Regions from separate parts of the Mus musculus genome. Here regions 1, 3, 4 and 5 are each linked to region 2. Evidence: chromatin contacts called from public HiChIP or PLAC-seq and promoter capture Hi-C data. All regions are on one chromosome and are shown on one strand. The core of a region is the stretch at or near the end of the contact, and the rest is flanking DNA. Distances in the headings are between cores, read along the strand shown. Region 1 holds the start of Itk (IL2 inducible T cell kinase). Region 2 has its middle 8.4 kb from the start of 4930597A21Rik. Region 3 overlaps Cyfip2 (cytoplasmic FMR1 interacting protein 2). Region 4 holds the start of Ccnjl (cyclin J-like). Region 5 holds the start of F630206G17Rik (RIKEN cDNA F630206G17 gene).

Region 1 (5,456 bases), core at 883-3,382, 1.8 Mb after region 2:
TTGCTTCTTACAACTGATATGCCTTTCCTGTCATTATGCAACTAACAGTCCCTGGGCATTAGCCCACCCTATTGATCAGATTTCCTTCAGATCAGCATAAAGATGAATGTTCATGAATTAATGCTGTTTAGATGAATTAATAATGATTCTATAGAATTCCCGATTTGATTCAAATAATTTTAGGAAGTTTTAAGAGATGGTCTTAGTTGCTTTGCTAGAAAGTTGTAATAAGGTTACAGTCAAGAATAGAATGTGCCCACTCCTCAGAATAGTAAGAAAAGGCTGCATAATAAGAAATACAATGAGCTTTTAATAATTATACTAAAAAGAGAAATAGACTTGGGACAAATTTGTGTTCAAGGAAAAACATTTAGGCCCAAGGATACAACCACAGATATGAACTATGATAAGCCAGGGCCATGTAAAAGCTTTGAACTTGTAACAAGCATATAGAATGAAACACTCCTTTGAGCTAAAATATCAACATCTTTTTGTAACTTCAAATTTGTGTAACATTTTATCTCTGAGGTAATTTTCTAAAGAAATTTTTGTCTGAGAAGGTATAAAAAAGCCAGAGGAAAGAAATTAAGTTGTTAGTTGGATAGTTTGGCTTGGGGGGGGGGGGGCTCTGCCCATCCATCCATCTATCTATCCAGATGTATATGTCTGTTTGTCTATATGTATGTTCGTAGGAGTATGTGTGTATGTAAGCATGCATGAATGCTTGTGGAGTGTATGAGACAGGTGATTGGGCCCAACAAAAATGTGAATGTGTTAACGTGCAAATAAGAATGTGAATGAAAGTGTAAATATATGTGTGAATGTATATGTGTCTGCGCATATTTGCCTGTATAAAGCATCTTAATTCTTTCGCTTCCCTTCCTCTCTGGTTCACAGAGTTAACCAGCCTAGTCAGAGGGGCTTCTGGCTGCCTGGACTGAGAAGGGTGTGACATCAATATACCATTACCTAAATCACCCTGCCGTTAGCAGCAAGTGTCAGCAGATCCAGTAGCTTCTGGCCTCGGAGTAACTTGCAGTCAAGATAGACCTAGGTTATTTTAGAAAGCAACCCTACTCTCAAAAGACCAAGTCTTGCCCCAGCCAATGCTCTTGGCCCTTGGCTGCCTCAGAGAGGACTTAGCCATGGGCTAAGCTCCCAGCACCACCCAGTGCTCCTGTCACACTGTAGTATTAACACACACTCGCTTGCTTTTGTTGTTATTGCTGTGCACGAAGATGTCATTAGACGCCTCCAGCTGAGCCGACACACTCTAGCGGGATCCCTGGTCTGCAGGCAGAAACTCTGTGTTCCACACCCCCAGTCTCCTGAGATGTTTTACCACAAAGAGGGTTGTTCCTTCCAACTTTAGAATGTCACTTTAATGGAAGTAGGACCCCATGGCCTCAGGGCAGTGATGACCATTGAGATAAGCAGAGTTCAAGTCGTGAAAATCTTACATAGGACCTCCCTTCACAGTCTAAGAACCACTTCTTTTGTAAAACAGGGAAGTTGAGCTAGGTTTCCCCTTACGTCTTAATAAGCCATAGTTAATATTTTACTGTCCTACAGACTGTAGATGCCACATATACTTCATGTTTACATAAACTTCAAGTCCTATCCACAACATTCACCACATAAGAAATGTATGAACGTTAAACCTACAGATTTTAGAATTGAAATAGCCAAATCTAACTGACACTGGAGTCTCAGAACTCTCCACATTTCTTCCGATCTCTAACTCTACTTGGTGGCTTCCAAAACACACTGTACCTGCATCCCAGGTGTTCAAGTTTATCTCAGGAATCAGCTCAGTCCAAACACAGAACAAAGTAAATAAACAAAATAAATAAACAAAATAAACAAAGCACAACGTAAGCCTTCTCATACCCCGTGGCGGTCCTCAAAGTAGGCCAGGCTGGCTTTCGTTAAGACAAAGAAACGAACTTTAAAATTCGAGGGAGAAGTCCTTCTCTTCTGTTGGGACTTCTTGATCAGCTGTTCTTCCAGGAGGATGAAGTTGTTCATGGTCCAGTTCTGAAAAGTGATGCGCCTTGGGCATCACCCCGCAGTGCGACTGAAGGAGAGGAGCAGCGGAGACTGAGACAGGATGCAGTTGATCTTTAGAGAGTCGTTCAAAGGCAACTTGCCTCTAACCTTATCTTTTCTATCAGCATCAGCCAGCCTCACCGCTGAGCTCCCTCCTCTGATGTCAAAGGCCATGACCACATCCTTTCAAAATTCACCAAGCTGGGAGGCACATGCGTACCCTTAGCTATATGGTTTGAAAAAGAAGTTTGAAGAAACCTAGAATTATAAGAGGAGTTCACTTATAATTCTTCTAGCTCCTGGTTTAGCCTTGACAACAGTTAAGTCATGTAAACAAGGGACTAAGAACAGGGATCCAGGGGTCAATGGAGCTCAGCTTGTATGTAAGTTTCCCATTGCTATTATCATGGACTGCCTGCCACAGGCTTAGTGGCTCAAAGCGCCATAGAGCCACAAGGCTCAAAGCGCCTTACAATTCTCTAGTTTAGAAGTCTGAAATGTGTCTGGTTGAGTGACAGTCATGGTGACTGTGGGACTGTGCGCCTTTCTTGCAGATCTCTAGGGGACACTGCCTCTGCGACCATCCTCCCTACTGAGGGACACTCTGGTGGCCTCTGTCTTGACTCTTTTACTCCATCTTCAAACCCCCAAACTGCAGGTCGAGCCCTGCTTGCTCTGTATTGCCAAAATCTCTTCCTCCTACCTCTGCTCCATTTAAGGATCCTGAGAACCACACTGGGCCCTTCTCACAGTGGTCGTCTAGGGCAGGCTCCCTATTTTAAGGTCAGCAGATGGGCGCTATAACTCCATTTGGAATGTAAATTCCCCTTTATCACCCAACAACACACAGTCACAGGTTATAGGGATTAGGGCATGCAGAGATCTGCACAGGGCTGTTTATTCTACCTATCGGTTTGAATTCCATCTCTACTACCTACCACTGTCCAGTGGCTTGGAATATCAGTTCCTTCATCTATGAAAGGAAGCAACAGGGGTCTTGTATGAGGCACTGCAGGGGCCCCTTTGGACACCGTTGGTGTGCCTGGCTTCCTTCTGTGTATGCTACTTCAAAAATGCAGTGTCCTGTGTCTGAACACTCTCTCTTGTCTCTTTCTTTTCCAGTGAGCGCCTATGAGATACTGCCAGCCTCGCCGACCTGCAACGTTCTCTGGGAAGCCTTTCAGACTTTCCCACATGGAATCCTCTCTCCTATTTTCCTCTGCCATAAGGACTCTAATGAGGAGGCAGGACACACAGACAGACAGCAAGCTACCTCCTTGTAAGGGCTCTTTGGGAACTAAAGCTTATCTGCCCTGTGGACAATTCACAGGGTCTGACCTTTGAGTCAGGATAATGTTATGGTGTAGAACTTATGTGACCAGGAAGTTAATAGCCAAGAAGTCCCGGGGCAGGCAGAGGCAGCTCATCAGAGAAGAACAGAGGACGAGACAAAGGGAGGGAGGCAGTACAACTTTCCTGTGTAGTTTTAGATGTAATTGCTAATTGCAGCCTCCTTTCACATCATACATTGGATGCTGCTGAATAATGAAGGCAAAAAGAGGCGGGGAGGGAAGAGGAAGAGAGGAAAGGGAAGGGGAGGGGAGGGGAGAGAAGGGATAAGCTGAGATTTTAAGACAGAAAAATATGTACAAAAGAGGTAGACTTTTTTTTTTTTTTTTTTTTTTTTTTTTTTTTGGTTTTTCGAGACAAGGTTTCTCTGTATAGCCCTGGCTGTCCTGGAACTCACTTTGTAGACCAGGCTGGCCTCAAACTCAGAAATCTACCTGCCTCTGCCTCCCGAGTGCTGGGATTAAAGGCGTGAGCCACCACGCCCGGCCAGAGGTAGACTTTTTAAACTACAGTTTGTAGCAAAAAATACTAATTTCCTTCTCTTTCCTTTCTCTAGGGTAACTGATTGCCTGAAGATTATCTGGACATCTGGGCAGCCTGCCTAAAGACGACATCGTTTTTAGCTTTTTCTGTAACTTGGTATAGCCATACAACTCTTTTCTGAACAAGAGAATATGGCAGAAATGGAAGCATCCTGGCGGGATGTGGTGCTGTGCATCTGTAATCTCAGCTCTCAGGAGGCCGTCTCAAGAAAAGCAGGGGGGTCCTTAAAGGGCATCTCCTGATCTCCTCCCTTTCCTACTACTGACTAGGGTGTCAACTTGATGGTTGGAGCTGGAAGAACTATTTTATACTACATACTGTGGAGGTTACACGTGAGAGCAATGGATCCCCGATAGGAGGAGTCTGAGGCTGTGATGACCACAGATCTGGTCACTCACGCTAGCAGTGGAGTGCCTCTTCACACTTCCTCTCAGACGAGAGGCTCAGAAGCAGAGGATCATCTCTTTTAACATAAAAAGAAACACACCATTAATATTTTCTCGGGCCCTGTTATTTTAGTTTCTGTTACTGGTAGCATACCCAACTCTAATATCATGTAGTCTCATATACTATCTTCTCAACTATAATGTAAATTACTTTGGAAAGGGTAGGTTTATACCAGATTGATTCAGGTGCAATGATTGACAGACTTTATATGGTACTTTCACCAGGGAAAGCAGAATATGAGGTACCACTGTCCTTCATTTGCAAAGTCTCCATATAGTACAATAAGCAATAATTTCATTTTCTACAACATAGAGCACTGCAAACTACTTACAGGGACTATTCTATGTCCACTCTTAAATGTAATGTTAGAACTTCCAATATTTTCTCTGTCATAGTAAGACCAAGAATCTCCTTATTTTTATTTTGGTTTTAAAAGTTTAGTTTACAGGAGACAAATTCCAAAAGCTCATACTGGCACCTGTAACCAGCACGAGGCTACATGGTGATACCCAGCCTGAATGAAAAGCAAACACTAATGCAGAGGAAGCTGGGGAGACGCCACAGTGGTTAAGAACACTTGCTTTATAACACGAGGACTGTAGTTCAGGTCCTAGCATCCACAGAACAAGCCAGGAATAGTCTCCTGCATGGCAGCTCTTTGAAGGGTAGAGACAGGTAGATAGAGTCCTAGAGCTAGACGGCTGCCAGCTTAGACGAGAAACAGAGAGAGGCCTTGCAGCCACTGAAGAACACAGAGGATGATAGAAGACACCTGAAGCTTTCATCTGGCCTGTGCATGGGTACACCTGTACATGTGGCCATACACCACACACATACACATATACCACACGCAGAGGAAAAAAACAATAAAAGATCAATAACTAAAATCCCAACAATACAAGAGAACTCTGATTAGCCAAGGATAGAACAGTTTTAAGCATCAAAAAAAAAAAAGTGTGATGAGTTAGTTGAAAAGAAAACTGAAAACAGCCCATCCCAGTGACAACTTTCAGAGGGCGGTGAATAGCCAACTTAATATTCTGGAGACTGAAAACAAAAATAAATGA
Region 2 (5,361 bases), core at 1,669-4,168:
CAAAAAGGACATGGAAGAAGGAAGTTTTTGCTCTTTGTCTGCCTTCTCTCTTTGACGAGTTCATTCCTTCCCTGCCATTAGAGTCTACATCCCTGGGATTCCAGCAGGTACTAAAGACAGCTAAGACAGCAAGCTTCACAGACTGATAACTACTGGGTTTCTGAGCCTTCTGTCGGTAGACAGCCATTGTTGGACTAACTGGACAATATTCTGTAAGCCACTCAAATAAATCCAATGTATTTATATAAATATATATATATACATTTGCATGAATATATGTACATAGATATAAATAGATATATATTTATTTATATAGTAGTGCTATTAGTTCTATTCCTCTAGAGAACCCTGACTAATAGAGTGCTGTATGCATAGGTTGCTTATTGGAAAACACTGAAGTGGGTGGAGTTTCTGATTTACCCCTATCCCTCCCCACTGCTACTTGCTCTAGGAACCCTGACTGTTATCAAATCTGTTTACCTGGAAGTGGCCAGGGTAGTGGGGAACTGGGCAAGGTTAGCACTCATTCAATCACAGATCATATAGCAACGGGACTGGGAGATGGTTCAGTAGGCAATGTGCTTGCTGTGTAAGTCTGAGGATTGATGTTAGGATCTCCAGAACCCATGTTGAAATTCAACAACATGCTGGGCGGTGGTGGCGCACGCCTTTAATTCCCAGCACTTGGGAGGCAGAGGCAGGTGGATTTCTGAGTTCGAGGCCAGCCTGGTCTACAGAGTGAGTTCCAGGACAGCCAGGGCTACACAGAGACACCCTGTCTCAAGAAAACAGCAACAAAAAATCCCCCCCAAAACCAAAATTCACCAACACAACAAAATAATAGGTATGTTGCACCCCCCCCTCGTGTGTGTGAGTGTGTGTGTGAGTGTGTGTGTGTGAGTGTGTGTGTGAGTGTGTGTGTGTGTATGTGTGTGTGTGTGTGTGTGTGTGTGTGTGTGTGTGTGTGTGTGTGTCTGTACATGTATATGGATGCCAAAGGTCAACCTTAGGTGGTTGGTTTTCCTCTGGGGCTGTCAATCATTCTCGATTTCTATTTTTAAAGAATGATATTAACTTATTTGTGTGTGTGTGCAGACATGGAAGCCACTGCATGAGTGGTGGAGTGTGGAGGTCACAGGACAACCTGCAGGAGTTTCTTTCTGAACTATTGTAATGAAAGACAGATGAACATATACACACTTCACAGTGAGTTCTCACCTCCACTTCATGAGACTCGGAGATTAAATTCAGTCATGGAGGCAAGAGCCTTTATTCATGGACCCATCTTGGGTCTTAAGCTTGCCGATGAGGCTAGGCTGGCTAGCCAGCCGGCCCCAGAGATCTGACTGTTTCTACCTCTAGCCTGGGATTACAAGTGCACACCACAGCACCTGCCATTTTTGACCTCGGCATTCAACTCAGGACCACATGCTTGTATGGCAAGCTCTGTAGCTATAGAACTACAGTAGCTACAATCTCTTCCCAGACCCAAGAGATTCTGATTTCTCAAAATGAATTATGGGTAAGATTTTAAGACTCTAGACCCCACATGGAGAAGTTTGATGTTCATTTACAAAGGTGTAATGGTACCAAAATGTCAGTTCAGAAAATGAAACAGAACCAGTGACCGATTGTGTCAATCAAAAAATAGTCTTCCCTGGGTATCTGAGAGATTGCTTCCAAGACACACTTGAACACTAAGCCTTCACAAGCTCCAGTTTCTCGTGTGGAGTGGTGTGGAGCCTGTCTGGGCACAGCCTCCAGGAAATGACACATTCAACACTAGATTACTTATATATACCGGATCCTGTACACATCCATTGGGAAGAGTTATACCTTCTGTTTAGGAAGGAATGGGAAGAAGAGAAAACTCTGTCCGTCAGAAGGCCTCAAGAGCTTGTCACCTTGCTTCTAACACTAACCAACCAGTGGTCTAGTGCCACAGAATAACTTCAGTGACAACATGGCGTCATGGCTAATCTTTGTTGCCAACAAACTTGTAGGTATGTCTGTGAGGGTGTTTCAGTGAGGTTCAGTGAAAGAATACCAACCCTGAAGGTCAGTGGCAGCATTCGGAAGGCTGACTAGAGAGAGGAAAGTGAGCCGAGCACCAGCAATCATCTCTTTGTCCTTTCTGACTGCAGGAACAGTGGCAGCTCATACCCGTGTCACCATGCTTGCCTGCCAGGATAGACACCATTCTTTGACACTATGTCAAACCAGTCCTTTCTTCCTTAAGTTGATTCTTGGCAAGAAAAATAACTACTACAACAAAGTGAAATTTTCAAGTGTTTGGCCCTCTGGGGCCACATGAGATCTTCCTTGAAAAAGAAAGGTTTTATTAAGCCAATAGGTGCTATATGTGAGCTTCGGTGAAAAGATCAAGCAGAATTTCTGGGATATCATAATATTCAGAATTATTGATCTGAGACAAGAGTGGATAAGGTGAATCCTATGACAAGGGGGAAAGAAACAGGAAGTAAAGAAATATTTACATGTAAAATCAACTTTAATACACAGCAACCAAAACCTAGCAAGATAGGAAGTTGGGAGCTATCGGAGAGGTTCCTGTATATCTCTGGGAGCCACAGCCCAGTGGGGACCAGGAGATCACACTGTGGGAATAAATGAGTGGGAAGGGTTTGGACCAGTAGTCCAGTCTGTGTCTAGGAACTTCTCAGTTCTTCCTTCTCAGGATGAATCCATCAACCTAAGACCTACATGTGACGTCACATGCAAGTGTAAGTTCCTCTTGCCTCCCCAGTTGTTAAATAATGTTTCTTTTAAAGCTTCTACTCTTCCTAAATTACCCTGAAACCGCTCTCCAACAACAGCGACAACCAAGAGAACACAGCTGAGATGTCAGGGGTATTTGCATTTTTGGTTTGTTATGATGGTCTGGATTGTGCTATCCAAACGTCACTGAGGCTGCCGTTGGCGCTGCTGCAGGTGGGGGCTGACATCTGAAAGCACACATGTGCTAAGAAGTGTGTTGACGGAGGAAGGGGGTCGACAGCTGGCCAAACTTCTACCGAATTATTTAAAATGTTTGATGTGTGTTTTACAAGCCTGCAGCTCACCTTCTAAGGCACTGCTTGGAATGTTTTTGTAATCTTGTTTATGGGTGAGAAGAAAACAAGTAAATGAAGCAGGGAGAAATGAGACCTAATATTTAATTAATGCACAGTGGCACTGTAGGTGGAAGAGAGAATGTTGAACAACAACAAAAGCTTTTACACACACACACACACACACACACGCACACCATGGGAAGCAGTCTTGACTGGTTAAAATAAGAACCTATTTTAATTTTTATTTAATTTAAATTTTATGTGCATTGGTGATTTGACTGCATGCATGTCTGTGTGAGGGGTGTTGGGCCCACTGGGACAGGAGTTACAGACATCAGTGAGCTGCCATGTGAGTGCTGGGAATTGAACCCAGGTCCTCTAGAAGAGCAGTGCCATTGCTGAGCCATCTCTCCAACCCAGAGAACTTGACTATTTTTAATGTAATGTCACAGATATGTCTTTATTCAAATAAACTGAATATCCATCCTATCTTGTCACAGGTGTGCATATGAAGTCTACTTTAAGGACAGAGGTAGTTTGGGCTCAGTAAACTCAAGTGTCTCCCTCTTGCCTTCTGTGAGACACGTGCTCTTACATAGCTCAGTTGCATTAGCCCTGTGAACATGGTGGAATCGCCTGGGGTCCCACCCCACGTCAGTTACTATAGTTTCACCAGGTGGCCATGAGACCTAGAAATGGGAATTTTTGAAAGATTCTTAGGTGACTACCCAGAGCACGTAAATCTGGGAATTGCAGTTCCAGGATCAACACTCCTGATGTCTCATAGTAGGTCCCCACGTTGTCCAGTGTCCCTGGGTCATCACACAGTTTCTCTCCACACTGAACCTTTCTGTTCTCTGTAGTCCATCTCCACCCGAATCAGTACCAGTCAAAACCACGGACTCTCACCCCTGCTTACTCTCAGGACGACAAGCTGGCACCTGTGTGCTTACAGACTAGCAGATATATCTAATCTGGAAAGGTTTCTTAAAAAAATTCAAAAGTGGAGAGACTTCACATTAAAAAGAATCTGCTTCTTTGAAAAAAAAAATTAATAGTTTGTCACCAGAAGGTTGATGGCTTTACCTCATTTGATGGACACTTGCTCCCAACATCCAGTTGAGGCCTTAAGTCCTATGTCACCTGATACCCTTCCTTGCAGGTCACACACCCAGAAACGATTTCATCCCACAGTTGTTTTCTGCATCCTTGCCTATAGACACATCCCTTTTCTTTAGCATACTTGTATTGTCATACAAAGAACTGATTATTATACAGATACATATTCTAAGTATTCAGCAGCCTCTGGTGACTAATATCAGTTGTTGTTTTGATGAAACTCAGAGTCACCTGGGAGATGGGCCTCTGGGAAGCCTGTGGGAGATTTCTTGATTGGGTTAATTGAAGTGGAACGATCCACCCACCGTGGGTGGCACCATCTCCTAGGCTAGAATCCAGGACTGTATAGCAGAGGAAGTGATCAGAGCACAGACATTCATTGTTTTTTGTTTTGTTTTGTTCTTTTTTTTCCTTTCCTGACTTAGATACAGTGTGACTAGCTGCCTCAAGCTGCTACCACCTTGAGTTCCCTACCATGACAGAGTACCCCTCAAACTGTGTAACAAAATATCCACCTCCCCTTCATTAGGTTGCTTTGTCAGGGTATTTTATCCTAGCAACATGAAAAGTAACTAAAACCCTCTCATAGCAAATGTCGGTCACCAGAATGTTCTACCAAGCTGTTGAGAGGTTAATCATGAGGTCTGTCTCCTGTAGTCTGGAGAGATGGATGCCATTCAGGTCGCCATGGTCCTCACCCACCCTTCTTTGCTCTGTTCTATTACCTGTAACATTTGAATCTGAAAAGTCAGTCTTCCACATGCTTTGGGATTTCTTCTTAGCTTTGTTTGTTTGTTTTTAAAGACAAGGTTTCTCTGTGTAGCCTTGGCTGTCCTGGAACTCACTCTGTAGACCAGGCTGGCCTCGAACTCAGAAATCCACCTGCCTCTGCCTCCCAAGTGCTGGGATTAAAGGCGTGCGCCACCATTGCCTGGCTCTTCTTAGCTTTTTTTGTTTTGAAAAACATCACCGAAACAAAGCCCATGGGAAGATTAAGAGAAAAACAGACAGACAGACAGACAGACAGACAGACAGACAGACAGAAGTTGGCAACAGCTGGGATATCTCCAGGAAAATGATTAAGAATAAGGAGATAATAAACCTGGAAAGAGGATTATGTGTGTGTATGTGCATGTGTGCACACATATGTGACTAACTTCTACAGTTTATT
Region 3 (5,382 bases), core at 82-2,581, 1.7 Mb after region 2:
TCGGTGTATGAGGTCTCTCTCCAGACATGTGCTAAAATATTCTGTGACTGTGGTTGCACAGGTTTGTTACTTACTACAAATTATGGAACTGTATGGTTTAAATAGTAGTTGCCAGGTTATCCAACTATGTCTTAACAAAGCTGCCCCCCCCCCCAATTAGTATTTTTAGGAACCAATGGGTATAACATAAAAAAGTTGGGTACAGAGAGAGCCAGAGATGAAGCAGGAGACAGTGGGAGGGATAAACAGAGTGACAGCCAAACCCCTCCCTGTCGCATGGAAAACCCCTAAATCGGCTGTCCAGCCTCTCCCTTGCCTGGTTGTTGTCTCTCTGCGACACAGTCTCATTGCTCTAGAGCTGACAGAGATCTCTTGGTGTTGGAATGACAGGTGCGCATGCCCACCTCCACGCCCACCTCCACGCCCACCGCACAGTTCTCATCTCACACTGTGCTTCTGCTGCAGCTCCACTCTGCAGGAAAGACGTCCAGATGATAGGAAACTGCTGGGGCAGGGGCAAGATAGACTTTGAAGTTCAAAATGAACGACAAGAAAAAAAGAGTAGCTATCCTACAGAGTTCTCTTCCCAGTGACGCAAAAACCAGGCCCAGACATGACTCTTGCACGCAGTGACTTGTCTGGTTAAGGACTAACACAGCAATCTGGGAAGACAGAGTTTGATGCAGCAACTGACATTTAACTTGACATGAATTAAAAAAAAAATCTAAACTTTCCAATGGAACAAAACACGAAACAAGAAAAGAAAGAGAACATCACTTTTGGCTTGCTTTTATCAGTGACAAACCTTAATAATATAGATGTTTTACGTTAAAACAGAGATCTCAGGAGATTAGGAAAGGGGGTCGGGGAACAGGGTGTGATTTATGGCAACAGGATGATCAATTTGGAAAAGACTTAAGCCTAGAGCAGCGGTCTGAGCACATCAGAGACTAAGATGCAGCTACTCGAAGAACCAGCCCCTAAGGGAAGCCCCGCTCTGCAAGGCTGTCCTGCACCACGGAGACTTTTAATACTTTATTTTTTTTCAAAAGCATATGCATGTATTGCTTTGAGCAGAATTTTAAATTTGACTCTGAAATATTAACAGCCCACAGAACAGTTGAGACACCTGGCAGTACACAGCCCCTGCTGGCTAAGCAGGGCCTCATGGCCTATCCCCTGGGAGCAGAGGCCCTGCCACCTGCCACCTGCAGCAGCTCTCTTCTCAGGGAACCTGAGGGTGGAGCAGAGAAGCCCAAGACAGCCTCCCCTTGAGCTCCTGCAGAAAGCCTATCCAGCCTGCTTGTTTTTCTACAAGGACGCAGCGAAACAGACCTTGGAGCAAAGGGCCTTGCCATTTCATTGGCTGCTTTTCTCAGTTGCTTCCTGTGTTGGTGGGTAGAGGAAGGCATTTTGGTGACAACCAAAAAGTCAGCAGATGCCACAAGCTCAGGGCCACAGTCCCCAGTCATTTATGCAGGGGAGGTCATCTAGCCACAGCACCCACCTAATTTTGCCCTGAGTAGGGATCACAGCAGAATGCCACACGAGGAACCCCAATGGGACTTGTATGTAAAGAGGGGAGTGAGCTAAAGGAACCATCTGCTGAGGAAAACAAGAAGGGACTTTCAGGCTTGGTCTCTAGGTTGGAGGATGCAGAACTTGCCTCCATCACTGGGGACCTGAAACCTGAACACGGCTCCGAGACTGACTTAGGCTCCCAAAGCACTCACTGTGAACTGTGGAGATTGAGCTCTGGGGGCTGGGGGTGGGGTGGGAGGGGGGCAGCTCAGTACGCACAGTGCTTAGTGTGCAAGCATTCAGAACTGAGTCGGATCGCCAGGACCCATATTTTAAACGGTAAAAGTTGGGCGTGGTGATGCTTGCTTGCAATGCTAGTGCCAGAGAGGCGAGGACACGTGAATTCTTGGGGCTCACTAGTCAGCCTCACTAGTGAATGATATCCATGGTTGCACGGTCGACCCACAGCCTCCATTTGCACACACACACACACACACACACACACACACACACACACACAAGAAAATATAGGAAAGCTAGAGTGCCGGTAGCCTCCACCGTGATGTCAGAGGCTGTGTGGTAGGATTTGTTGCAACTCACAGTTCAAGCACTGAGGTCTGCAAACATGCTGCATTTTGTAAAGCAGGAGGAGAGGTTTCAAAGTGTCCCCACCATATCACATCTAACGTGTTTGTCCTTTCTGCAGAGCGTGGAAAGGTTGATGCGGTCACATCAATCATGTGACTACTGTACAGCATGTAGGTTTAGAAAAAGAAAAGAAAAGAAAAAAGAAAATGACTGTACTTGGTCTTTTCTCCCTGGGCCTTTCTAACCCGTGGGCAAATGATTCTGGTGCTAGGTGGGACATTTGTCTCCATATAAGGAGCATGCTTAAAGCTACACTTCCTCAGCTTGGACCATCTGCCCACGGTGGCCAGAGTATACAGGGTCACCAGTCTCTTCAAGGACATCCTGGCTGTGTGTGCCTTTGCTCAAACCACAGCCACAGCTTTGTGGCTTGTTTCCTCCTCTTCTCAAGTCCTACCCTGTGTCCAGACCCAGGCCTTGATCGACCTATTCTGAATGTAAGGAAAACGTTGCTCATGTAGGCAATGGAATGGGTTTTTAGCCATAAAGCTAAAATCATTTTGTGTGCAGAAAAATGGACGCGACTGGAGCTCATCAAATCCAGAGAATTAAGACAGTCTCAGATAAGGCAAATGTTACACGTCTTCTCTCATTCATGGGACCTAGATTTTATACAGATGCATAAAATCTCCTATGAACAGATCGGGAGGAAAGGAGAAGCAAAAGTGTCTAGAGGAAGGGACTAATGTGGTGGGGGGAGGAAGAGAAAGGTGATGGGCGAGGTGGGGTAGGGGATGGGGGTGGGGAATGCTTGAAGTAAGCTACACGCTCGTATGGAAATGGCCCTGTAGAAGCCAGTCTTCTAGAATAACAAGAATAAACAGGTCAGCCCCTCTCACAGCAGCTATACTCTCCCACACTCCCACAGAACTCATGGTGTGGAACTCTCAAGTCTCTCATCCTGTCACTAACCGCTTCATACACTTACAGACTCTCTGGGTTACCACCGATGCCAGGAATAGACTTCTTTTCTGGGTCTGACTCCTCCAACTAGCACAGGGGGAGGGGCACTGGGCACGGCATATTCGTCAATGTTTAATGATGTATTGACTATATGAGCCAATGACCCAAATTCATGTCTCCTGTTGTTTTTTTGTTGTTAAGAATTTGAAACAATATCATGGTCCCTCGAGGCACCACATCTTCAGAAGCCTTCCTTGTCTACTCTTCCAAGAAGCTAAGGAAACCTCTGTAGATGATTCTCTCATGCTTTAGTCCCTATTGCCTACTATATCATGTCTCCTTCCCACATGGAGCTGTAACAGATTTGGACACTGAGGGGAGACTTTTAGATTGTAATTATTACCTCACGATTCCCACACTGCTGGAGTCGATCATAAAGCATCACATTTTAAAGGCACACACGGAAGTATGCCTCAGTACTGAGATAATGAGTTTCTGAGATGAGGGTCTGCCCTGTATACTCTTTGAGTTTATGGGCTGTCTTAGGGTTTTACTGCTGTGAACAGACACCATGACCAAGGCAACTCTTATAAGGACAACATTTAATTGGGGCTGGCTTACAGGTTCACAGGTTCAGTCCATTATCCTCAAGGCAGGAACATGGCAGCATCCAGGCAGGCATGGTGCAGGAGGAGCTGAGAGTTCTACATCTTCATTTGAAGGCTGCTAGCGGAGTACTTGCTTCCAGGCAACTAGGATGAGGGTCTTAAAGCCCACACCCACAGTGACACACCTACTCCAACAGGGCCACACCTTCTAATAGTGCCACTCCCTGAGCCAAGCAGATATAAACCATCGCACAGGCCTTTGGGGAAAGCTGGGCAATTCTCTCAGTCAGCCTTAGCTTGTTTCTTAATTCCCCCTCCCCCCCAGAGGGACCTGGTCCAAACTTTGGAGTTTCCTAAGGTCGCCTCATCAGTCCATCACCTTTACTTTCTGTAGAAAGCCTCACATCCTGTCACAGTTCATCGTAACTGTCAACATAACAGGATGTAAACTCTGAAAGTGACTCCAGGAAGGTTTGACTAAGGAGGGAACGTCTACCCTCGGCACCGAGTGAGTGGCACCTCCCCATGGGCTTCATCACAGAATAAATAGAAAGAAATATTGATGATGATGATGGTGGTGACGATTAATAAATAACAAGCTGAGTACCAACATTCATCGTTCTCCAACTCCTGACTCAGCATACAGTGTGACCAGCTGCTTCATGCTCCTGCCGTCATGATGGCCTGTACCCCTTTCAACTGCAAACCAAAAGAAATCCTTTCTTCCTTAAGTTGCTCTTTATCGTGTGCATTTTTGTGAGATTTCCAGCCCTCCTAGGGATTGGAGTCTGAGAATTTCTACTGTGAGAAGACTGGCTGCTGAGGTCAGCACCCAATCAAAATGTGCCACCCCCAATGAGGTCATCACTGGGCCTCTTCCTTTTGGGAGGTTCTATTTGCTTTCCTCTGTCATCATACTGCTTCTGAGATGACACGAGGCTTTCAAAGTGCCACCCAGGCAGCATGAGCCCTTCAAGAAAGTCCGCTGCAGTCAGCTCTGTCCCCTGAAACCATTTCTCTCAAGAATCTGCACTTGATTCATTTCTCCTCTGTTGCCAGGGCCTAAAAAGTACTGCTTCAGTGGATGTCTTCTGTGGCAAATCACACGCACAGTTTACAATGGCCATAGCTCCAAGGCTACCGCCCGAACTTTTGCATCCTGGCAGATAACCTTCACACCCTGAGTGGATCCTGATATGTTTTTACACACATAAGGACATTACAGAACCTGTGAGCCACAAAGTGCCTTTCGGTTTCTTTTTGGCTCCAAGGCACAGAGAAGCCACAGAACCAACTCTTAAAACTGACACGCAAAATACACTTAATAAATCGTTCCTTTAAAAACAGAGGCATGCATCCAAAAGAGGCATGCTCGGGAGTCCCGTTCTCTTCCTCTTTCCATGACTTCTTCTCCACCTGGGGCTTCACAGACATTATCTCATCCCAGGGCTTTGGTGGCAACAGATAGGTGACAGGCTTAATGGACCGCTTTCCATTGCTCAATTGTTGAAGTCGGAAAAGGCAGTGGCCAAGTTAAAGGCTCTCAGGAAGCCTAGGAGGAATCCCAGTCCTAGCCTCACTGTGCTGCCCTGTCCATCCCAAGCTTGCCCTTGACATTTTTGAATTGGTTGCAGAATGCTGAATACACAGAGGAAGACATTCTTCTCCGGCTCTGTGTGCTGAAACGTGAGAATTACCGCTG
Region 4 (5,681 bases), core at 2,737-5,236, 1.0 Mb before region 2:
CACTCTGTGCGCACTTGTGTGCATGTGCACATGTGTGCACGTGTGTGTTTGTGTGTGTGTGTTTGCAGAGTAGAAAAGGTCAGATAAGGTCTGCTTATATGCTTCTTGTTGGGGCTGTACTTTCTATCTAGCTCAAGGTGTTCTCAAACTCTCAGCAGCCCTCTTGCCCCAGTCTACTGAGTAATGAGGTAACAGAAATAGCCCTTTTCTGTCTCACCAGTCACTTTTGAAGGGGAAGAAAGAGCCAGGCTCTAGCCCAGGCTGGCCTTGAACTCACTACATAGCCAAACTTCTGAGTCTCCGGTCTCTACCTCTTGAGTGCTGGGGTGAAATGTGTGTGCCTCCACCTGGTTTATGTGATTAAACACGGCGTTTTGTGTAAGTGAGGCAAGTACTCTAACTCAGCTTTGTCTTCATCAGCCACTTCAGAAGATTTCTTTATTTTTATGTATGTGTGTGTGTGTGTGTGTGTGTGTGTGTGTGTGTGTGTGTAAGTGCTCAAGGAAGACAGAAGAGCTGGAGTTACCGAGAGTTGTGAGCTGCCTCACAAGAATTCTGAGAATTGAAGGCCAGTTGCTAGTACTCTTAACCACCAAGCCATCTCTCTGGTGTCCCATTCCCATAAGTCCCTTTTGAAGGAAACGAGCTAATGGCCATCCTTAGCAACAGAATGGGACCAGGAAGAGCTTGTATCACATGAAAGGGGGTGACAGGAGGAGGTCGAGAGAAAGTTTATTGCGGAGTTAACAGTCAATAGTAACAGGGTGGAAATACTAGACTCGCTGTCTCTAAGTGAAATTGGAATGGGCAGAGTTTTCTTTTCTTTTCACTTTATACGTGGTTAAATTTGAAGGTAGCTAGAATGTTTTTGCCTCAAACTTCTGTTTCCTTAAACTGCCAGCGCTTGGGGCAGAGGGTGGAAGAGCAGTCATTGGTCCTAATAAGCACTTAGTAAGAATTTACTTTTTTGAATGATCAAAACCTCTTCGCCGGACTGGACTGGGAGAAGTAAGCCTCGATACACTCTCTCCCAGCTGCCAGCACAGGAAATCGCCACTGCTGAGGGCACCTGCGGGCAGCCACCAGCCTCTAAAAGCATCAGTTTATTGGTGCAATGTGTTTTTGTTCTTCAGAGATAGCAGGAAAATGAGGGAGCCCCGAGGATACACAAAAGAGGGCTGGGTGAGTGTGTTTAGACTCCTCTTAAAACAGCTCCTAGAGAAAAGCCCAAAGTGTGTGTTTCTCCTTCTGTTATCGGCTTCCTTGATAAACTCATAGCTGATGTTTAGGGAAGGGGAGACAATAAACTAGTGAAGGATCAAGGCATTTCCTTTTTCCATATAGCCAGAATAGGGAGATTATTGCAAAAGAAATAATGGTTTTTTTCCCTTTAAATTAGCAAAACACAAACAATACTGTAAGGCGTTCATTGCTCAAGACGGGCCTCCCCAGCAAATGTAGCACTTGGGTACTGAAAATAACATTCACCACCCCCCCTTTTTTTTCTAGTTATGAAAGCAATATATGTTTGTTGTAGGAGATTTAGAAAACACGGGTCTACTGGCAGGGGGTAAATTAAAGATTTCCAGGACTGAAGATGAAACTGGGAGGCAAAGAATGCTTGCCTGGGATGTGCCAGTCCCTAGGTTCAATAGCTGGCACCAACTCCTTCCGTTCCCTCCCTCCCTCCCTCCCTCCCTCTCTCCCTCCCTCCCTCTCTCCCTCCCTCCCTCTCTCCCTCCCTCCTTCCCCTTCCCTTCCTTTTCCTTGCTCCCCCCATAATTATCACTCTGATTATAGTCAATGCTTTTATGGTTATTTTTCAATTTCTTTTGTGTGTGAATAAAGATGCTTGGAAAGAGTAAAACCCTCTTCTCATCTCCTGCTTACTTACAATATTGTGACTGCTACCCTACCCCCAACTCATTACATATTCATTCCTCTCAAAAAACGTCATAAGAAGATCATCCTTATCCAATTCCACTGCCCACGTGGTGTGTGTGTGTGTGTGTGTGTGTGTGTGTGTGTGTGTGTGTGGCCACTGCCCACGTGGTGATGTGTGTGTGTGGGGGGGGGCGGTCCGAGTTTTCTTTTTTGAGATGAGGTCTCATTGTGCAAGCCTTGGCTGGCCTAGAACTCACTATGGATACCAACCTGACCTCAAACTCTAGGAGGTGGAGTAGTTGGATGCAATGATACTTTGAAACTTGTTGATTTATGTTGTTTTTCAGAAAGATGGCATTTGCATTCCCAAGAAGGTTGTATATTTACCCACCTTAGGAGTCCCTTGGCAGTAGGGGAGAGATGATGACTGAGAACAAACTATGAGGACACATAGGTGCGAAATGCCACAAAGGAACCCATTACCTTGTATGCCAACCGAAAACATTAACAAACACTAAAAACATCTTTGATAAAGATCTGCTCCAGCTTTTAAAATTGTAGTTTGTATCTGTTTGTTATCTGTTTGTATCTATGTATCTGTTTGTGTATCTGTGTATCTACTTGTGTATCTGTTTGTATCTGTTTGTTAGTGAATAGGGCATGAGATTTTTTTTTCTTTGATGGCCTGCCTGTCCATGCTTTGCATCTGATTCTTCATGAAGGTCTTAGGTCACATTGATCTAAAGATATGCATACATGATTGCATATATATCACATTTGTTTAATCTCAGGTATTTTTTAAATTTTTATGAGGGCTCATAAATGCTAAAACTTCTTTTCAGTACAAGTTCATCAAAGCTAAAAAAAAAAACATAGAAAAACAAAACAAAACAAAACAAAAAACCCTCAGCCTAGACAGGGTTCAAACTTCTGTGTAACTCAGGCTGCCCTTGAACTCCTAACCCTTAAGCTACAGACAGCCTTCTGAGTGCTAATGTCGCAGGTATGCAGTACTATAGTAGCCTTTCAAAACTAAATTGTATTTTTAACCCGTAAAATTTTACTTGCGGCTTGATGATGGTGGCACACACCTTTAGTCCCAGCTCACAGGACTCTGTAGTCCTACAAGACCTCCCTCAGATCGCCAAGTTCAAGGCCAGCCTGGTCTACAGAGCAAGTCCCAGGACAGCTGGGGCTACACAGAAAAACCATGTCTCAAACCACAACAAATATCTATCTTGTAGAAAACTAGGCAGAAACTAAAGTCTTTTTCGTGTAATTATTTATTGACTGGTGACTTTCTAACGGGCCTAGTGGTAATCCTCTTTCGTGTCCTTTCTCATTTAATCATAATGTATCCCCAGCAGATTATTGTAGTTTGTATCCCTCTATTACCTAAAGCCAAGCTCTAAGTGGTTAAGACACTGGGTGAACAAAAACACCCAGGTAGTTGGTGGACTTGATTTTAAGTTAGTGGGATCACCAAAGGGCTCACAAAAATCAGCACAGCAGGATGTTATGCCATTATACTGCAGGCTCCAGAAAATGCCTTTCTGAAAACAAGTAAATTAAAAGGGCTTTCTATCCCGCAACCTGCCACAAGGACTGTTTCCCTGCAATGCTCAGCATGGATGCACGCTTAAGAGTACAATAAGATACTCACTGAGCCCTCTTTATAAAGAGGAACTCGTGCGTATCCAAGGGTGTCTTCTCTGGGGCTCCTGTGGGAATTGTTTGAAAATCTACCTCCCCATCGCAGGGCAGGCTGAAAAAGAAAGAAAGACAGGTGGAAGCGTCTGCAGGTTGGCAGGAGCAGCGCATGCGGAAGTCAGAACTTTCTGGGGGCGTCCTGGCCGCTGGATCCACGCGCGGCACACGCAGGTGGCGCCGCGTCCCCCGCGCTCCAGGATCAAGGGGGCAGGGTCACTGGGGATCGCCCCCAGAGTCCCAGGGAAGGTGAAGCCTAGCTTTCTGCCCGGGCGAGGGAGGAGGGTGGGCAGGAAGCGCAGCTCAGCGCCGGGGAAAGAAAGACTGCCATTCCCAGCCCCCCGCCCCGCGGGGCGCGGGGTGCTGGCGGCGCATGCGCGAGGCCCGGCCCCCAATTCCCCGAGCGAGGGAGGGAGGCCCCCGGCGGCCCGAACTGCGAGCCGCGGCGGGACCGAGCGCACGCAGGGGCGCGCCGGTGGCCGGGCGGGACGGGCTGCAGAGGCAGCGGTCGCGAGCACGCGAGGCCAGGGACCGGGCGGCCATCGGAGGGCACTACGTACCCGGTGCGGGAAGGGACCCACCACCCGCGGCCCCCCACGCCGGGACAGCGATGCGTGAGTCTGGCCCCGGCTCGAGGGCAGGATGTGCGAGCAGGACAAAGGCTAGGCGGCGGGGGAGGAGTTGGGGACTCTGAGCCAGTGACCCAGCCAGCCCTGGGAGAGCTACTACAGCCCGCAACTTTGCAACTTTTGCAGAGGGGCACATTGGATATTCTGCAAGTTGTTGCACACAGTTCCAGATAGCCCCAGGTTGGGCGGGCGGAGGGAGGGGAGCGGGGACACTGCTGGCTCTTCAGGACAGCGGGCGACAGCCAGCTCCACGGTGCAGGGCAGGAGGGGGCGCCCGTCCCGGACTGGGACAGGGACCGAGGAGGATCAGGGTCACTGAGGGCAGGGTGAAGGAAGAGTCTCCGATCGCTGAAGCTCCTGGTGTCCTCGCAGGGTGCGCCCCGAGATCCCGGTAGCTTCATAACTGCGGCGGTGATGGATGAGCCGTGGTGGGAAGGGCGCGTCGCCTCGGACGTACACTGCACTCTGCGCGAGAAGGTCAGTTCCTCCCCGCCCTTGTCACTCGCAAGGACTGGGTATTTAAAGTCACTTTCGGTCTCCTGTGGGTGTCTTCAGGATGCCCCGCATGGGAACTCAGCACTCTTGGTGCCCTTTTATTTGTGCGCCTGCTCTTTTACCTTCATGGGGAGTGTGGTCTTCTTCCAGGCAAAGGACCTGGAGATCCAAGAACTTGAAGTCGGTTTTTCACCAGCCACCTAAATGAAGAATAGTTCGTATCCCATTGGATTTCCTCCCGAGGTTACTTTACATGGTACAAGAATGGATTAAAAAAAAAATACTGTGTATCCATTACAGTGTGTAATTCAAAGACACATAATACCACCTACTATACATAATGCTGATTTTCCCTATCATTGTAATGATGTTGTAGCAATTTCTTTTAAAATATAATTACTAGACTAGTGCATAGCTCAGTGGTAAAGCAGATGCCTAAATAAATCTATGCAAACGTAGTAAAGTTACAGTTCGGTGTAAAGAAATATTAGGTAGATGGTGGGAATTCATTGTTAAGGCAGGAACTGAATGAAATTTAAAAGTCTGGCCTGGGGGCAGTCCTAGCACTGTGGAGACAGCAGAAGGATCTCCACAAGTTCAAGGTCAACTGAAGCGTCAGGAGGAGCTCCAGGAAGCACAGGGCTACACAGTGGGACACTTTGTCTCAAAACGAGAGAAAGAAAAGACACACTAGCCTTAACCGAAAGAGGTTGCAGACTAGAAAGCTAAGGGAGAAAACACAAACTCCCCTGCCAGTTGGCCTCCTGTGGTAGAAGGTGGGCTGGCTGAAACTTGATCCCCCTCTCAGTTCACCTCCTGTTGCTGAGGCTGCTGTTGGCCACTGGGAAACTGGGAAAACCCAGAGGACTGAATGAAGGCTTTGCCTCTTTCTTCCTGTACCTGGGCTGGGAAGGATTGTTTGGAGACTTGGTGTGAATGGAAGCAGAGCTACTGTAACAAAGTACT
Region 5 (5,687 bases), core at 495-2,994, 1.2 Mb after region 2:
GATTAAAGGTGGGCATCACCACTGGCCCAGCTGCAAGCTTCCTTCTTGAACTTTCCCCTAAGCATGCTCCACTTCTCTAAACAGACAGAAAACAAATATGAAGGACTGTGGATGGAAAGGGTCATCACACCACCACGCTGCTTTGAACAGCCAATTATTAATCTTCACCAGCACTCACCGGCCACAACCAGCCCAAACTCTACCCTTCCTTCCAACCTCCTATCTGATTACAAAGCCTTTCAGCCTCCCACTCTGCCCATGGTCACTTGGTTCTGTTTGTTCCTGGACAGCCCCTGGGGATATGCCACCTGTTATCAGCAAGCATCTCTTTATGGAGGTACAATGTGCTTCTGACAATCACAGGATGGAGTTTTTTTCCTTATTACTGTGCCAGCCCCTGGCTACCATAGCCACTACCCAGAAATATCTGCTAACCAACTGGCAAGGTGAGGACCTTGTGTTAAGTTCTGGGCCTGACTTTTTGTGGAGATCTTGGAGGAGCAGAGTGTCTCCGATGCCTAGCTGGCTCGGTCCTTCATCATTTGTGGAAGGACAGTGCTTGCATAGACATCATCCTGAGTTGCCTTGCCTGGTTTTGGTTTGTGACTAAGTCTCACTTCATCTTCTTATACTTTAAGTAGTTCTACTTCCTCTTGTGCCCAAGGCCAATAATGCTCATTGGTAAGTACCATGAGGACTGACTGAGGGACATAGTTGAATTGGAAAGTACACGAGGACTTGAATAGCCAAGAGTGGGGCAAAATCACAAGCATGAAGTGGTTAATAATATGAGATCACTGGTGCATGCAAATTTTTATCTAGAAGAACCATTAAGAAACATGGGGGTGGGGGGGAATTTGCACACACTTCATCCCAGTAGACTGCCTGAGCCTGTAGAGTCCATCCAGCTGAATTTATACTTATAAAAATTGTTTGCTGTTTCCTTAGTTAAATTCTATTTTAACTAGACAGTCTCTATTTGTATTTGCTAAATTGGCAACCTCACCCCTAAGGGACATGTGACAATATCTGGGCAGATATTTCACTATTGAAAATACTAACTGGTATCTAGTAAATAAAGGCCAGGGACACACAGGGCAGAGTCAGCCCACAGTAATCTGGCCCCAAATATTAATAATGCCACCATCAAGGGAGCCTGATCTAAGTGAGAGATTAGTACTGATGTATCTAACCCAAGCATTCAGGAAAGTAGGGCAGGGAGTGGGGCAAGGACATAGTTCAGTGCTAAGGTACTTGGTTTACATGTGTGAGGTCCTGGGTTCTAACCTCAGCAGTGCAAACACACAATACCCCAATTAGATCATAAAATAAACTCATTATATTGAAGGTGGGTGTGGTGGTAACACATGCCTGTACTCTCAACACTTGTGTGGCTGGAAAGAAGAGCCTAGAGTCTGAAACATTAAAATGAACATCCAAAGAAGATGTTCAGAGTGAAGGAAGTCTTTCCCCACCCTGGGGATCGCAGGAGAAACAAAGCATGCTCCAGACCACTATGCTGGAAGACTGGAAACCCTTCCAAACCTGGACTTCTTCCCATGAAGAAAGCGTGCTGGAGAAAAGCATAGAAATGCCGTGTAATCGGCTCTGCACCTCGCCCTGCTGTGGCTTGTTCTCTCCACTCACAAGCCCACTTCTGTTCTGGGCAGTGGTTTCCCTTCCTTAATAAACTATATTTCTGTCTCTAACCACGTGTCCTCGGCCCAATCATTCTGGTGCCCTAGACCACAAGAGCCCGAAATAAGATGGCCTCTAAACTTGGATCTGCAGCCCTGCGCCAAGTGTGTTTCTTCTTTTATCTCTGTCGATGCTGGCCAAAAGCCTGGGTGAGCTTGCTTGCCCTCGAGCTCGGTGCAAGACTACTTCTCTGAAGCCCCCACCCCACCCCCCCATCTACCATGCAGTTTTATACAGCCCTCCCTCCATCGCTGATCACCCAGCTGTCTCGGACCCTAACTCAAAAAGGTATGACTTTCTCTGCTCCCCTCTCTCTCCTTCCTCTCAGTAGCTGCTTGACATTTACCCTTGACTACTCAGCCACTTTTCTCCGGATCTCTAACTGTCCTCTAACTCCCTTCTGAGTCTGTTTTTAAATCTTTGTATGAGTGAGACTGAGAACTTGAAAGGAACCCAAATTCCCTTCACATTGGGGGGGCGGGGGGGGTGGAGGAAGGAAGATCAGCAACTGCGGGTCATCCTTGACTACAGAGCAAGCTGAGGCCAGCCTGTGCTACATTAGATCTCGCTTCAAAAATAAATAAATAAATAAAAGGAGAGGGGGGAGGGTAAAAGCTGAAGTTGGGGAGAAAGAACAGCAGTGAGGGTGCAGAAAGGTTTGAAGAGAGCCTGGGCTATATAGCAAAACACTGTGTCCTAGAAAGACAATGTCACTCACTGCAAAGTATCCAGTATCCAGTTAGGTGTGTAAGGTAGCAATAGGACACTTGTCCCAACCCCTACTGACAAAAACGCAGTGCCATTAAAATACCACAGTAGGATAGCATCCCCTTAAACACCTATAAGTCTCTTAACCACTCCACTCCCATCTCCTTTGAAAAGGTGTTTGTGAAGTTTATTGTGAATCTCTAAGCTACTAAAAACTAGAACTTTTCGGGGGAGGGAGAATTTGGGGGAGGGCATTCTTTTGTACTTGTTATTTGTTTTTGCAGTGTGGGGGTGGAACACGGGGGGGGGGGGGGGGAGGGCTTGCCCATGCAGCACTAAACTGCCCCATTGCCCTCTTTGAAATGGGTATTTTATCGTGGAGAAACACACAAAATCCTCACTGCATTTGGTAGAGGGAACTCAAATATTACTGGATATTCCAGGCTCTCACTGAGCCCTACAAGGAATGAAAACAACTGCTAAACGAAACCAGTGCACTTCCAGCAAAGCCACCTTCCCCTTTCCAACTCTCTGAAGAGGTCCATTGCAAAGGGTGTGTTTCTGCGTGTGTGTGTGTGTGTGTGTGTGTGTGTGTCTCTGTCTGTCTGTCTGTCTGTGACTGTGTGTCTGTGTCTGTGTGTGTTTTCCAGAGAAGATCAAAAGTTTTCACAGCTGATTAGCATCCAGAAAGCAACAGCCTGCTTTAACCTTGAGATGCAAATAGTCAAAGATTGTCAAGGGATCTAAAGGGCTGGCAAATTTGATGGAAGATCAAATTCCCGACATTTCTAGGGCAATTAATTTCACATGCAAAGTCACCAGAATGGGCTGCCCACTCTCCACCTGCAGTAAAGCCCTGATAAGACTGGGGAGGTTTACAGACTTTGGACTAATTGGCCTGCACCCACCCAGACGAGTTCATTATCCTTATCCCCAGTTCTTAGAACAGAGAACGTGAACGGGGATTTTTTTTTTTTTTTTTTTTTGCTCTACCTCTAAAGGACCCTCCTCTTAAATATCTCTCCACTTCAGATCACTATACTTAGACTCCAGGTACCACGGGTAGGTATTGTGCTGCTAACTATTCACAGGACTGGAAAGAAAAGGTCTACACTGAAGTCAAGTCTTTTTGCAGGCTTCTCTTAACAGTCTACCTGAAACGGGAATCTTAGCCTCAGAAAGGCTTAATGGCTCAGCACTATTATTTGACCGTTACAGAAACCAGGGAGGAAGTGGCTGTCAGTTCCAGCCCAGGACTTTGGAGCATGAAGTAAATGGATTTTGAAAGCTCTGATTGCTAAGCTTCTTTCCTCGTGCCTATACTGACTTCTTCCGACGTGCAATGCTGACTTCTCCAGATGTGCAATGCTACCTGTGATGGACAAGTTCCAGCCACGTGGCCAAGGGCATGGGGTGACTCAAAAGTAGTTCATTGTCAGGATACATTTTTCTACTCAGCTATCTGGTTCTATGTGCCACTACCATGGCTCTCTAAAGGACCGCCCATCAGCAGCCTCTGGGGCCCTTGGATGACTAGAGGTCTTCTGTAGGGAGGTTCTGCATGCCTGACAGGTATACAATCACCCTGGATGCTACTCTCAGGGGCATTTCCACTCTCTTACACTGATGAGACTGTACCATATTAGAGATGGCAGCCTGCTCTCTCAGATTAGCCAGAGGACACTTGTGAAGACCTCGCCTAAGGGAATATGGCCAATAGGAGATGCTTGTGGCTGGTGGGATCACAGCCCAACAGCACAGATTGCTACTGGCACCTCTACCGTTTTGGGGTTCTTCTCATGTTTCGTGAGGAAAGTGATGTCTCGGGAGATGGAGACTAGAGAGGTGGACAATGAAATTCACAACTAAAAAAGCCATCTGGCTAAAAGCCTGCAAACCCTTCCCTACCTGGGCTACATGCTTGGGACAAAAGGAAAAAAAAAAAAAAAGCTTGTAATGTGAAATGTGGCACAGAGGAGCAGATTCTATGTAAATGACCTATGGGAAGGGTCATGAGTGTCCCTGGGCCAGTGATTTGGGGCCTGTTAGCTCACTACAATTCTCAGGAATGCTTTCGTCTTGTTAATACACCATCTCTATGTCTGTTTCTAGCTTGGTATCCCAGGGTGTCTACCTGGGATTCTTTTTCAAGACACAGAAAAGTCTGGATGTCCTCCAAACTCCCAGCTCTGTCCTCAGTAACAACAGGACAGATCAGGTTCTGTAAGGGGTGCGCGGTGCCCGATAAGCTTCCTGGAGTGCAACATTCAGGTGTGGCCATTAAGAACAAGGCTCTTATCTCTGTCACTGTGCTAACTTGGTGACCTTCTAGAAAGTTATTTTTTAACTGTAGTTTCCTCGTGGATCTGTGTGAGATAATATGTTTTGAGCTGGAGTGGGCAATAAATGAACCACTAATGTGTGGTGCGCCCCAAGTCAGTGCGAGCTTGAGGAGAGCCGGTAGCAGTGTGAGCCAGACTTCTCCTTTGCTTCCACTCCACGACATTCACAAACATGAGCAGCAGAACAACAAAGCCCCATGATGTCTCACTCTCTTGCTGGCCCTTTTTTTCTATTTCTAAAACCATAACCTTGGCCTACTGCCTCCTGTCCCACTTTCATTTTTGATTGTTATTAAATTTCTTATTTTGGGCGTATGGATGTTTTTGTCTGTGCACCATCAGTGTGCCATGCCGCAGAGGCCGCAAGAGGGTGGGTAGATCCTCTTGAATTGGAGTTACAATAGGCAGCTGCCTTGTGGGTGCTGGGAACTGAACCTGGGTCCTCTTCTGCAAGAACAGCTGGTGCTTTAAAATGCTGGGCCACCTCTCTGGTCCTATTTCTTAATTTTTGCTCTTGGACAGTTTGGTACATATAATGAATTTCAGTCATTGCCACCCCATTATCCTTTCCCATGTCCGCCTTGCTTCTCCTGCTCCCAAATCTCCTTCTTACATTCACGATTTTTCTTTGGGGTTGAGCTAAGATGCTCACATGAACACAGCGGGGGTTTTTTACTAGGCCAAGGGTAACTTACACGAGTAGCTTCAGCCTGAATAAGTGACAGCCCTTTCCCGGCCACCATGAACTCTCAATGTCCCACAGGGAAGGCTGGTTTCTTTTGGGCCCTCTCCCTTTCAGAGATGAAGTGTTGATGGGCCCAATCTTGAGCAAGCTTGTGCAGTTGACCACAGCTCTGGTGAGTTAATAGCGCAATGGCCAATGTCCTGTCCAGATGGCTTTTCGCTACACACCCTCTGTTCTCCAGCTCTTTTCCGTTT

Evidence for each region. Promoter capture Hi-C pulls out the DNA fragments that hold promoters and counts their contacts. HiChIP or PLAC-seq counts read pairs in DNA pulled down with a chosen protein or histone mark.
Region 1: a contact with region 2 is called in an H3K27ac HiChIP or PLAC-seq map of double positive thymocytes, with 5 times the contacts expected there. The contact joins the promoter of Itk here to the enhancer-like site in region 2. A contact is called at or near these places in 5 of 39 promoter capture datasets (cranial neural crest, hippocampal neurons, liver and 2 more) and 1 of 115 datasets of contacts at active chromatin or transcription factors (double positive thymocytes).
Region 3: a promoter capture Hi-C map of pre-B cells shows a contact between it and region 2, with 12 times the contacts expected there. The contact joins two enhancer-like sites. A contact is called at or near these places in 7 of 39 promoter capture datasets (the 3T3-L1 cell line, the C10 cell line, cranial neural crest and 3 more) and 1 of 115 datasets of contacts at active chromatin or transcription factors (large pre-B cells).
Region 4: an H3K27ac HiChIP or PLAC-seq map of double positive thymocytes shows a contact between it and region 2, with 3 times the contacts expected there. The contact joins the promoter of Ccnjl here to the enhancer-like site in region 2. A contact is called at or near these places in 5 of 39 promoter capture datasets (3T3-L1-derived adipocytes, embryonic stem cells, liver and 1 more) and 1 of 115 datasets of contacts at active chromatin or transcription factors (double positive thymocytes).
Region 5: an H3K27ac HiChIP or PLAC-seq map of large pre-B cells shows a contact between it and region 2, with 17 times the contacts expected there. The contact joins the promoter of F630206G17Rik here to the enhancer-like site in region 2. A contact is called at or near these places in 1 of 39 promoter capture datasets (the C10 cell line) and 3 of 115 datasets of contacts at active chromatin or transcription factors (bone marrow-derived dendritic cells, kidney and large pre-B cells).

The regions. Positions count from the first base shown.
Region 1 is chr11:46,387,383-46,392,838 of GRCm38.p6, forward strand. Itk (IL2 inducible T cell kinase) reads right to left here and starts at 2,133. Exons shown (of 17, transcript NM_010583.3): 1 at 1,891-2,133. The coding sequence starts at 2,028.
Region 2 is chr11:44,575,188-44,580,548 of GRCm38.p6, forward strand. No RefSeq gene overlaps it. Among named protein-coding and RNA genes, the nearest start is that of 4930597A21Rik, 8.4 kb to the right of the region's middle. Within about 2 kb of position 2,919, at least 18 of the 459 cell types and tissues checked have an H3K27ac peak or open chromatin away from gene starts, as enhancers often do. A contact at or near this core is called in double positive thymocytes, where this site is marked.
Region 3 is chr11:46,303,875-46,309,256 of GRCm38.p6, forward strand. All of the region lies in intron 1 of Cyfip2 (cytoplasmic FMR1 interacting protein 2), which reads right to left. Among named protein-coding and RNA genes, the nearest start is that of Cyfip2, 5.8 kb to the right of the region's middle. Within about 2 kb of position 1,332, at least 71 of the 459 cell types and tissues checked have an H3K27ac peak or open chromatin away from gene starts, as enhancers often do.
Region 4 is chr11:43,524,763-43,530,443 of GRCm38.p6, forward strand. Ccnjl (cyclin J-like) reads left to right here and starts at 3,987. Exons shown (of 6, transcript NM_001045530.2): 1 at 3,987-4,205; 2 at 4,593-4,697. The coding sequence starts at 4,635.
Region 5 is chr11:45,806,339-45,812,025 of GRCm38.p6, forward strand. It overlaps F630206G17Rik (RIKEN cDNA F630206G17 gene), which reads left to right and starts at 1,745. Exons shown (of 4, transcript NR_045876.1): 1 at 1,745-1,986.